Linked DNA regions of Salmo salar: region 2 is linked to region 1. A link is a contact called in public Hi-C data. All regions are on one chromosome and are shown on one strand. Each heading gives the region's core, a stretch centred on a gene start, on an enhancer-like site or on the middle of the called end of the contact. The rest is flanking DNA. Distances are from core to core; before and after follow the strand shown.

Evidence for each region. Hi-C and Micro-C count contacts between places; a contact is called where the count stands out from the background.
Region 2: a Hi-C map of gill shows a contact between it and region 1, with 2.7 times the contacts expected there. The contact joins the promoter of i2b2a here to the enhancer-like site in region 1. A contact is called at or near these places in 2 of 3 Hi-C or Micro-C datasets (gill and muscle).

The regions. Positions count from the first base shown.
Region 1 is chrssa02:51,900,365-51,904,478 of Ssal_v3.1, reverse strand. No RefSeq gene overlaps it. Among protein-coding and RNA genes, the nearest start is that of LOC123740250, 25 kb to the left of the region's middle. Within about 2 kb of position 2,173, at least 7 of the 13 cell types and tissues checked have an H3K27ac peak or open chromatin away from gene starts, as enhancers often do. A contact at or near this core is called in gill and muscle, where this site is marked.
Region 2 is chrssa02:51,945,850-51,949,963 of Ssal_v3.1, reverse strand. i2b2a (Interferon regulatory factor 2-binding protein 2-A) reads right to left here and starts at 2,163. Exons shown (of 2, transcript NM_001139853.1): 1 at 1,207-2,163; 2 at 1-869. The coding sequence starts at 1,993. The coding sequence ends at 139.

The DNA.
Region 1 (4,114 bases), core at 924-3,423:
GCACTGTTTATTTACTGCTTGTTTACTTGGTAACAAGCGATATCTATTATCGTCATCCAGTATCATCCTTCAAAAATGCATGAAAGAGCATGAAAATATAAAAACTTAAGCGCAATTCAAGAATATTGATAGTAGTTCATCAAACAACAAAAACAGAGGGGGAAACAGAGGGAGAAACTGTGAACGCAAAAAAAGGCAGAAACAGAAATAGACAGAGGAGAGAGCAAAGGAGGGAGAGGAGAGGGAAAGAGAAACAAGGGGGTCTCCTGGGGGTCCTGCTCTGCTCCCAGAAAACATGCCACTGTTGATGAGCGGGAAGTGGATGACAGAGAGAGAGAAAGGGAGAGAGAGAGAGAAAGAGAGAGGGAGGGAGAAAGCGAGAGGGAAAGAGAGACAGTACTGTTGACAAGCAGGAGGATGTGGGAGGACGTCTTCCCGAGAAACAATGGCACATAACTATGTCTGCCAAAGAAAAGAAAACAGCTAGAGACTGACAGACTGAGAGAGAGAAAGAGAGAGGGTGAGGACTGATATAGAGATAGAGAGAGTATTTTCCCTACAAAAAGTCCCCAAGACCCTTGATATCCAAAGAGAGAGAGAAAGAGAGAACGAAAGAGAGGGGAGAGAAAGAGAGAGAGAGAGTACCTTTCCTCCAAATAGCCCCCAGGCTCTTTGACATCAAGGCCCCAACTCACAACGCTTGCATCATAAGAGGGGAGGAGAAGAACAGAGAAGAAGAGAGAATGTAAGCCGGGTCAGTGAACTCCCAGGAGCAGAGAGAGGAAAGAGACATTGGGAGGGGTTCAACAACTCAATGAATTAGCGTGTCATCCACTTTCACTGTGAAAAACACAGACCGGTGTTCCTAGTGTGCCAGAGTTGACAAGGGAGGAAGGAAAAGAGCTCAGATGAACTGTTTGGACCTGGATTCAAACACGATTTGAAATACTTTCAAATATTTATTGGTGCTTGATTGAGCTTGCCTGGCATATAATGGACCAATAGAATAGCCACAAAACTGCAACCCTCTCTCATCTGGCACTCCAGACAGGCTAAAGCAAATGCTCAAAGTATTTGAAAGATTTTAAATAGTATTTAAACCCAGGTCTGGAAGTGTTACTGCATTCTTGTGTGATGACTACAAAACAAAGTGAGTGAGTGAATAGTAGCGGAGGCCACTCTGCACACCTAATCATGGGCAAAGAATGTCTCGCATTGAGGGACAGTTTTCCTGTTTGAACAAAGCGTTTTAATTTGACAGCTGCGATTTGTCAAGTTCAATTGTATTTGCTGAGCCCTCCCTAACAACTTAAACCCTTATCTGGGTGCAAGCGCGTGAATGTTTGCATTGTTATTGCAAATTCCTCAACAGATCTTCCCCGAAAAAAGGGATAAACAAAACTGACGACGACGATCTGACTAGCTGTCGACAAAGCCTCGAGTATATAAACAGAAACGTTACATCATCATAATCAAAGAAACGTTTTTCAAGGCCTCACGTATTATCAGAGAGCATGAGAACAACTTGTAGCAGAGAGATATTTTTGACACAGCTAGCTCCCAGGGGCCGGGGAGCCGAGGGGTTGGGGGGGGGTTGGGCTTTTCTATCTATATTCAGGAGGTGTAGCGTGAGATATGCGCTCGCATTCCAATCAGAACGAGGCCTTGCAAGCCAAGTAGCTGTCCTATCTAGCCGTCCGATTTTAATCTCCACGTCCTTGGCATATTGGCAGCCCACGCTATGGGTGAGTGCAGGGTCACACGGCTCGGGAACGTCACTCATTTCAAAGGCCATCATCAAGGGCCCTCCCTCTCCAGACATCCTCCTCAAACAAGGATTCATCGTCTATGGGGCTGGAGGTAGCCTATGTGCCTTGAATTTCATTGGCAGGGCATTGGTTGTTAAGGCATAATAAGCAACACAGCGATTACATTTATGTTTGTGTTTTCGCACCTGCGGGCTAGTAGAGTTGAGTTGTTATGGAGTGTAAATGTGTGAAGTTATAGGTGTAGAAAAGGTATTGATGTGTATGTCGGATTTGACAGGGGTCAGTTTCCGGAGCGCAGATATACAAACTGAATGCTTGTGTAAGTGTGTGTGTGTGTGTGCGCATGACACATTTCTACCTCCTAAAGTGCTTGGCCAGACGCCAGGAGTGGAAACATACCACTGTTTTTATGGCCATCTGCCAATGTTTTCCACTATTATTTGTTACTCACTCCTCTAGCGCTCACTCCCACATAGTATGCCGTTCAGACACAGACACAGACACAGACACAGACACACACACACACACACACACACACACACACACACACACACACACACACACACACACACACACACACACACACACACAGAGGGTGCAGTTAAAGGTCACCATCTGATTCAACAAAGAAAGAAAAATATGTTGGGAGGAAGACCAAAAAAAATCACAATTAGTGTTTCATAACTTTATCAACAAAACCTCACAATAGTCAAAAGAGTGAAAAACAAGGTCAGACAAAAACCAGAAAGAGGCGGGGAAGAAAAAACGCTAACAGCATAATCGGTGGCCTTAGCTTGGATAATTAAACACGTGAGAACCTCATTGGTCGGAGGACTATTTCTGAGAAAAGGGGGTGGAGCCGGTTAAGAGTTAAGGTTGGCTCAATGCAAACAGACAGAAGGTCATGGAGCTGAGACTGGTTGTGTGTGTGTGTGTGTGTGTGTGTGTGTGTGTGTGTGTGTGTGTGTGTGTTGAGACAGTTGGTCAGCTGATAACGCCATGCACAGCTGTGTCAGTCAGCTTTTCTGCATCGTTTTGATTGATTGGATGTGGGGCATAGGCCCTCATAGCCTGGCTGTTTGCGTCATAGGGCTCAGGGGAAGTTCCGGAAACACCACTCGAGTGATGTGGTATGTGTGTGTATTGTGTATTTTGTGTGTGTGTCTTGTAGCTCGGGTCAGGATGGATCCATAATGGATACTAAGTTTCATTGACACCAAGGCTGGGTCAAAGAGTATTCCCTGCCTTCCGTTGTTGCTGCCCTTCATCTTTCCTGAACTTTATGTGAAGTAAACCACATACCAATGTAAAAAACACTGGCTTTTGCCAAAGCTTTATAGATAGACTAATATGCATTTAAACATTCAGTTTAGCAAACCAATGGCAGAGGCTGAATTCCACAAATGTTATCAGTGTGTTTCTAGTCTTCATGCCTGACTCTCATGTATGTAGGAAATGGTTAAATGTCTGGCCAAGTCAGTAAGCATGCTTTGCTTTTAAACTATGGTGTAGAGGTGATGATGACAAAGCATTCTCAGGAACCCTCTGGAATTGCAACATCAGGTTGAGTAACTTCTTCTTTTGTTTCCTAACAGCGAAATGCAGTTGAGTCAGGGCCTCAGGTCTCTAGCAGTTTCACTTGAATTACGTCCATGTACACACAACTGTCTACTTGGCTGTGGGACAATATCAACACAAACACATTTTAAAAGTTGCAGGCTACTCCGTCAAAAGTCAAAGTCATAATTCTTCTAGACATACATGTAACATTCCGTGTACAGTTACAGAAAACCATGTATTCACGAGTGGATGCTCCTCAGAGAAGGAAGGGGAGAACCATCCTCCTCAGTGAATTTCATAAAAATAAAAATAGTGAAACATTAAAAAGAAAATCTGTTTCAGATAAAACTTTACTATATATATTCAAGTAAGCAAATAATTGATTAAAACACCCTTTTTGCAATGAAGGTCTACAGAAGCCTCAACAGCACTCTGTAGGGTAGCACCATGGTGTATCTGGAGGACAGCTAGCTTCCGTCCTCCTCTGGGTACATTGACTTCAATACAAAATCTAGGAGACTCATGGTTGTCACCCCTTTCCATAGACTTACACAGTAATTATGACAATTTCCAGATGACGTCCTCCAACCTATCAGAGCTCTTGCAGCATTAACTGACATGTTGTCCACCCAATCAAAGTAGCGGAGAATGACTAGTACTGAACGCATAAGCTACAGCTAGCTAGAACTGCATAAAATGTGGTGAGTAGTTGACTCAAAGAGAGAGAAAAACAATAGCTGAACATGAAGGAGAATGAAGGAGAAGCAAGAGGAGAGAGAGAGAGA
Region 2 (4,114 bases), core at 914-3,413, 45 kb before region 1:
CCCTTGTGTCCAATATGTACATGTCCATCAGTTTCTTCTGGATGGTATCTATGGTACGAGGATTTATATTCATTTGTAATGGTGTACATGTTGGTTTTTGTTTGTTGTTGTGGTAGTTAAAAAAAAACGCTGGTAAAATCAAGGGTCTCTCTCCTTTTTTACTTTCACGTCCCCTGCCAAGATGGTGGCTATTTCACCCTGCATGAAGGCCCATGGTACGTTGGAGCCCACCAGTGGGCATTTCTCCCCGCTGGGGCAGTACACCTCTCCCGTGGCTCCCTGCTGTTTGATACTCTCCCGAGAGCAAGGGAAGCAGAACTTGTGTGAGGGCACCGATGGGCACTGGACAAAGTGTGTGTCCTCCAGCCTCTCGTGGCACAGGGTGCAGCACAGTGGCACGCTGCCCGGCACCGACGAGTCTGGAATGCTCTGCGGCAGTGCCCCGTGAGGGTCCATGCCCTGCGAGTGCGCCGTGGCCACCACCTCCCTCTGGGTCAGCCGCCGCTGGCCTGCAGAGGACGGGGACAGTGGGCTCCCGCTGTTGCGCCGGCCCGCTGCCGTGGTGGAGTGCACCTGGTTGGCATCCTTGGGCGAGCCGGCATTGTCGGCGGCGAGGATAAGTGCTGCCATGGGCGACTGGCCGTTCTGTGCCGTGGCCGCCTCCGGTGGGGTGGTGCGACTGTGGGGGGAGATGGTGGAGGGTGGAGCGGCAGAGAAGCCTGGCAGGGAGGCCGGGGGCATCTTGAGGACCTCTGAGGGCGACGGCAACCACGGCTGGCCCTCGCCGCCGTTCATCTTGGGGGCGGAGCCCTCGCCATCCGGCTCAGGGGAGGCTTTCCTCTTCATGCTTCGTGGGTGCTTCCCTCGGTCTGTTGGAGAAGGAGGAAGGGGGGGGTTAAGGATTAACAAACACTCCAACCACCACAGCAGCAGCAAATGTGCATGCACTGTAAATTAATGAAAATAAAACTTTGAGGAATTTATGTTACTTTATGTGTAAAACAAAACGTGCAGAGGAAAAACAAGTGGTATATTCGGTAGCCTGCTGGGGATCAGACTAGAGGAAATGTAAACATGCATAAACAAACATTCAGCTGAAAACCCACGTCAACACAGTGGCAAAGTAGCTGACTAAGAACACTGCCAGTTCCTTGTTTTAGTCTTCTAAATTAATGCATCCATGTGTTTAAAAATCCACAATCCTACCTGGTTTTGAAGAAGTTGCACTTGTCTCGTATCCCATAACGCGCTGCATCGCCGCATGGTCTTTCTTGAACCTGCTGTCGAATGTGTGGAGAGCCATCAAATCCCTCACTGTTTTGCCTTTGCCCATCCACTCCTCCGCCCGCTTGTGGCTCTCCGACATGTCCGACATGCTATCCGGTCTATGCTTGTCTTTCATATCCTCCCCGCGCTTGCCGTGGTCGCCTTGACCAGGAACATTCAACGCGCCCGGCATACCCATTTGGGCGGGCCGACCATTGAGTGCGTGTACTGGACCCATGTTTCCGTTTACTAAAGGCACCAAATTGGGAGGAACCGTGCTAGTCCTGCGAGGGTTGGGGCTCTGGCGGTTCAGCTCCGGCGGGTCGTCGGGTTTTGGAAATCCATTTGGCACAGGGATGCCGTTAACTTGCCTCCCCGGTTGGTACTCCGGTCCCAACCTTGGCGGCCGGTCAGAGAGGGGATAGCGATCCAGAGGCTGAGGCGGACGCGAGCCGGGGTCTCCAGCCGAATGGTTGTGGGACTGAATTTCCTTCCCCGAGTGCTGAGGTTTGCCTGGCCCGGGAGATCTCCCGTCCTGGAAGCCATGAGCTCTCTTCAGCTGTCGGGCAGTCTCAATTACAAACTCAATCCGGTCGGCTCCCTCGTAGTTGACACATCCCCTGCAAACAGGTTCGGTAAAATCCCAGATCATTGCCCATGGCATGCGGGGCAAGTCACACAAATAACACGACTGCCTCCTCGAAGCAGCTACAGCCGCGGACGACATGGTTTTCGAAAAAGTGGATACCAAATTCTCCAAATCTCCCTGGGATTCGTTTTATTCTGTAGAAAAAAAAGGAATCGCGAATAATTGTGTATTTTCCCTCTAGCCAAACAGCAATAAAACAGCCAAGTTACATTGAGAAGTTCATTGCAGTTGTGTACTTTACTACGGCGCGCCTCAATCTATCTCGCACTACAACTCACAGCTCAATGTAGGGCGGTGACGTCACCGACGACACACCACAAGTGCTTCCAGCAGCTCCAATTCTATCTACTTGATTCTTAGACAGCCCCACCAGCGCATGCTCACCTTTCTCCTCGCTTTATCGTGTAGGCCCTACCACTTGTGCAATGCGTTCAACTGCCAGCAAGCCCTAAAGATAAACTGGTTGGACGCAGTTGAGCCCTGCTGCTAAAATGATTTATTTCACGTCAAGGTGAATTGTATCAGAACGGTTGATGATAGGCTTCTGCTTACTGAGAATCGACATTCAAAGCAACGTCTACAATTATTGCGGTTCCTAAATTGTCTCACGACTATATAATGCCTTTGCATGCAACTCAACAAGTGGCGTTACCTATCTTTCTCCTTTAGGCTATGTAGGCTATGCATGCTCTCCCGGACTGGCACTAGAGCCCTATTTAGCAAATCCTCATTCCAGTCACACTGCCAGCACAACGTCACGAGGCGGAGAGCTTTCACCCAACCATACAATTCGACTCTGTTACTATGGCAGATTTAACCCTCCTTCCTTCGTCCTATTAAAATGGGATAGCCTCTTTTCCAATTCATAGTTTACGAGTTCAGCTTTGCACACTAGGGACTTGTTTAGACAAAAATCGTTTTCATAATGCAACTATTCTAATTTAATGTCAATGTTTATCATTTTACAAATAGCCGCGATTAACTATGTTTAGGCTACTTTGTCAATAGCTTGCTACATGCGCCCCTTATTCTATGCAACAATATATCACATAACGAGGTAGTTGGTACATTGTTGCAGTCATACTGTGGCGCGTGCCTGCAACGTTGTTGCAATTCGACATGAGAATAGAGCCCCTAACCACCGTTTGATAGCGACGTCTAAATATTGGACAAAGTTCAGCATGACTAACTCACACCAATCAACCCCTCGTGATTCAGTAAACTCGACAACTCACAGCCTGTCTGACTGGCGAACACGAAAACCCCCAGATCAAAGTCACAACCCGAGACAACGTTTGCACTTTTTTTCAATTACTGCACCCGCAATTCTTAATAAGTCTGGGGACTATTCGTGTGGATAGTTAATTTACTTTAATTTCGCATAGCCTAAATATCACTCCGGTCTGGTCTTGTTAGACTGCGAGGAAGGTCTACAAAATAGCCTTTAGGCCTACAAAAAAAGTGTTATTGCATGAACTGTGTGTGTAGCCTATATAGCTCACTGCAAGGTTTGACAACAACAACAAAAAATGATGTCCTCATTGCCGACCGAGGAATTTTCCGTCATTTACTTTCTCGCTTTGTTAGGGTTAGCCACAACATTGTAACGTTGGTGGCTGTTGTGTGAGAGGCGATACCGCCGAGGAGACCTGCGGATACAAAGCAGTTTTTGTTGTTGTTGTTGCTGCAAGCATGTATCCTACTATGTGATGACGTTCCAAACAGGAAGTGGATTTTAGTCACGTACCCGCTTCTTACCTCGCCCATCCGTGGAAAAACAAACGAGCCGTCCTGGCTCGCTGCCAAAGACCACAGATATGCGGGGCAGGATGAGCGAGTCACAGCAAGCTAAAGCAAAAAATACGAAAGGAAATGGTTTCTGAAAGAAGTCATGCTCTTTCTTAAAGAGACAATCGACTACATGTGACGAATAGTTTCATTTTTGGACAGACCTATTTGTTTCTAATAGGCTAATCGTGGGAAATGGCAACTGTGTCATTGTATAGCAACATGCTACATGTATGGTAGCAGCCTCAGAGTTGTCCTGTAACAGAGCCACCGAAAAACGTGTGGGGAGGCGGCATTTGCCACAGCACCTTTTCAACCCCTTTTGATTTAATCAAATATATTGACGAAAAGCGTTAGAAAGAGGGGAAAATGTATGTTTTAAGACCGATTTGCGCACATTTGTTCTGACCT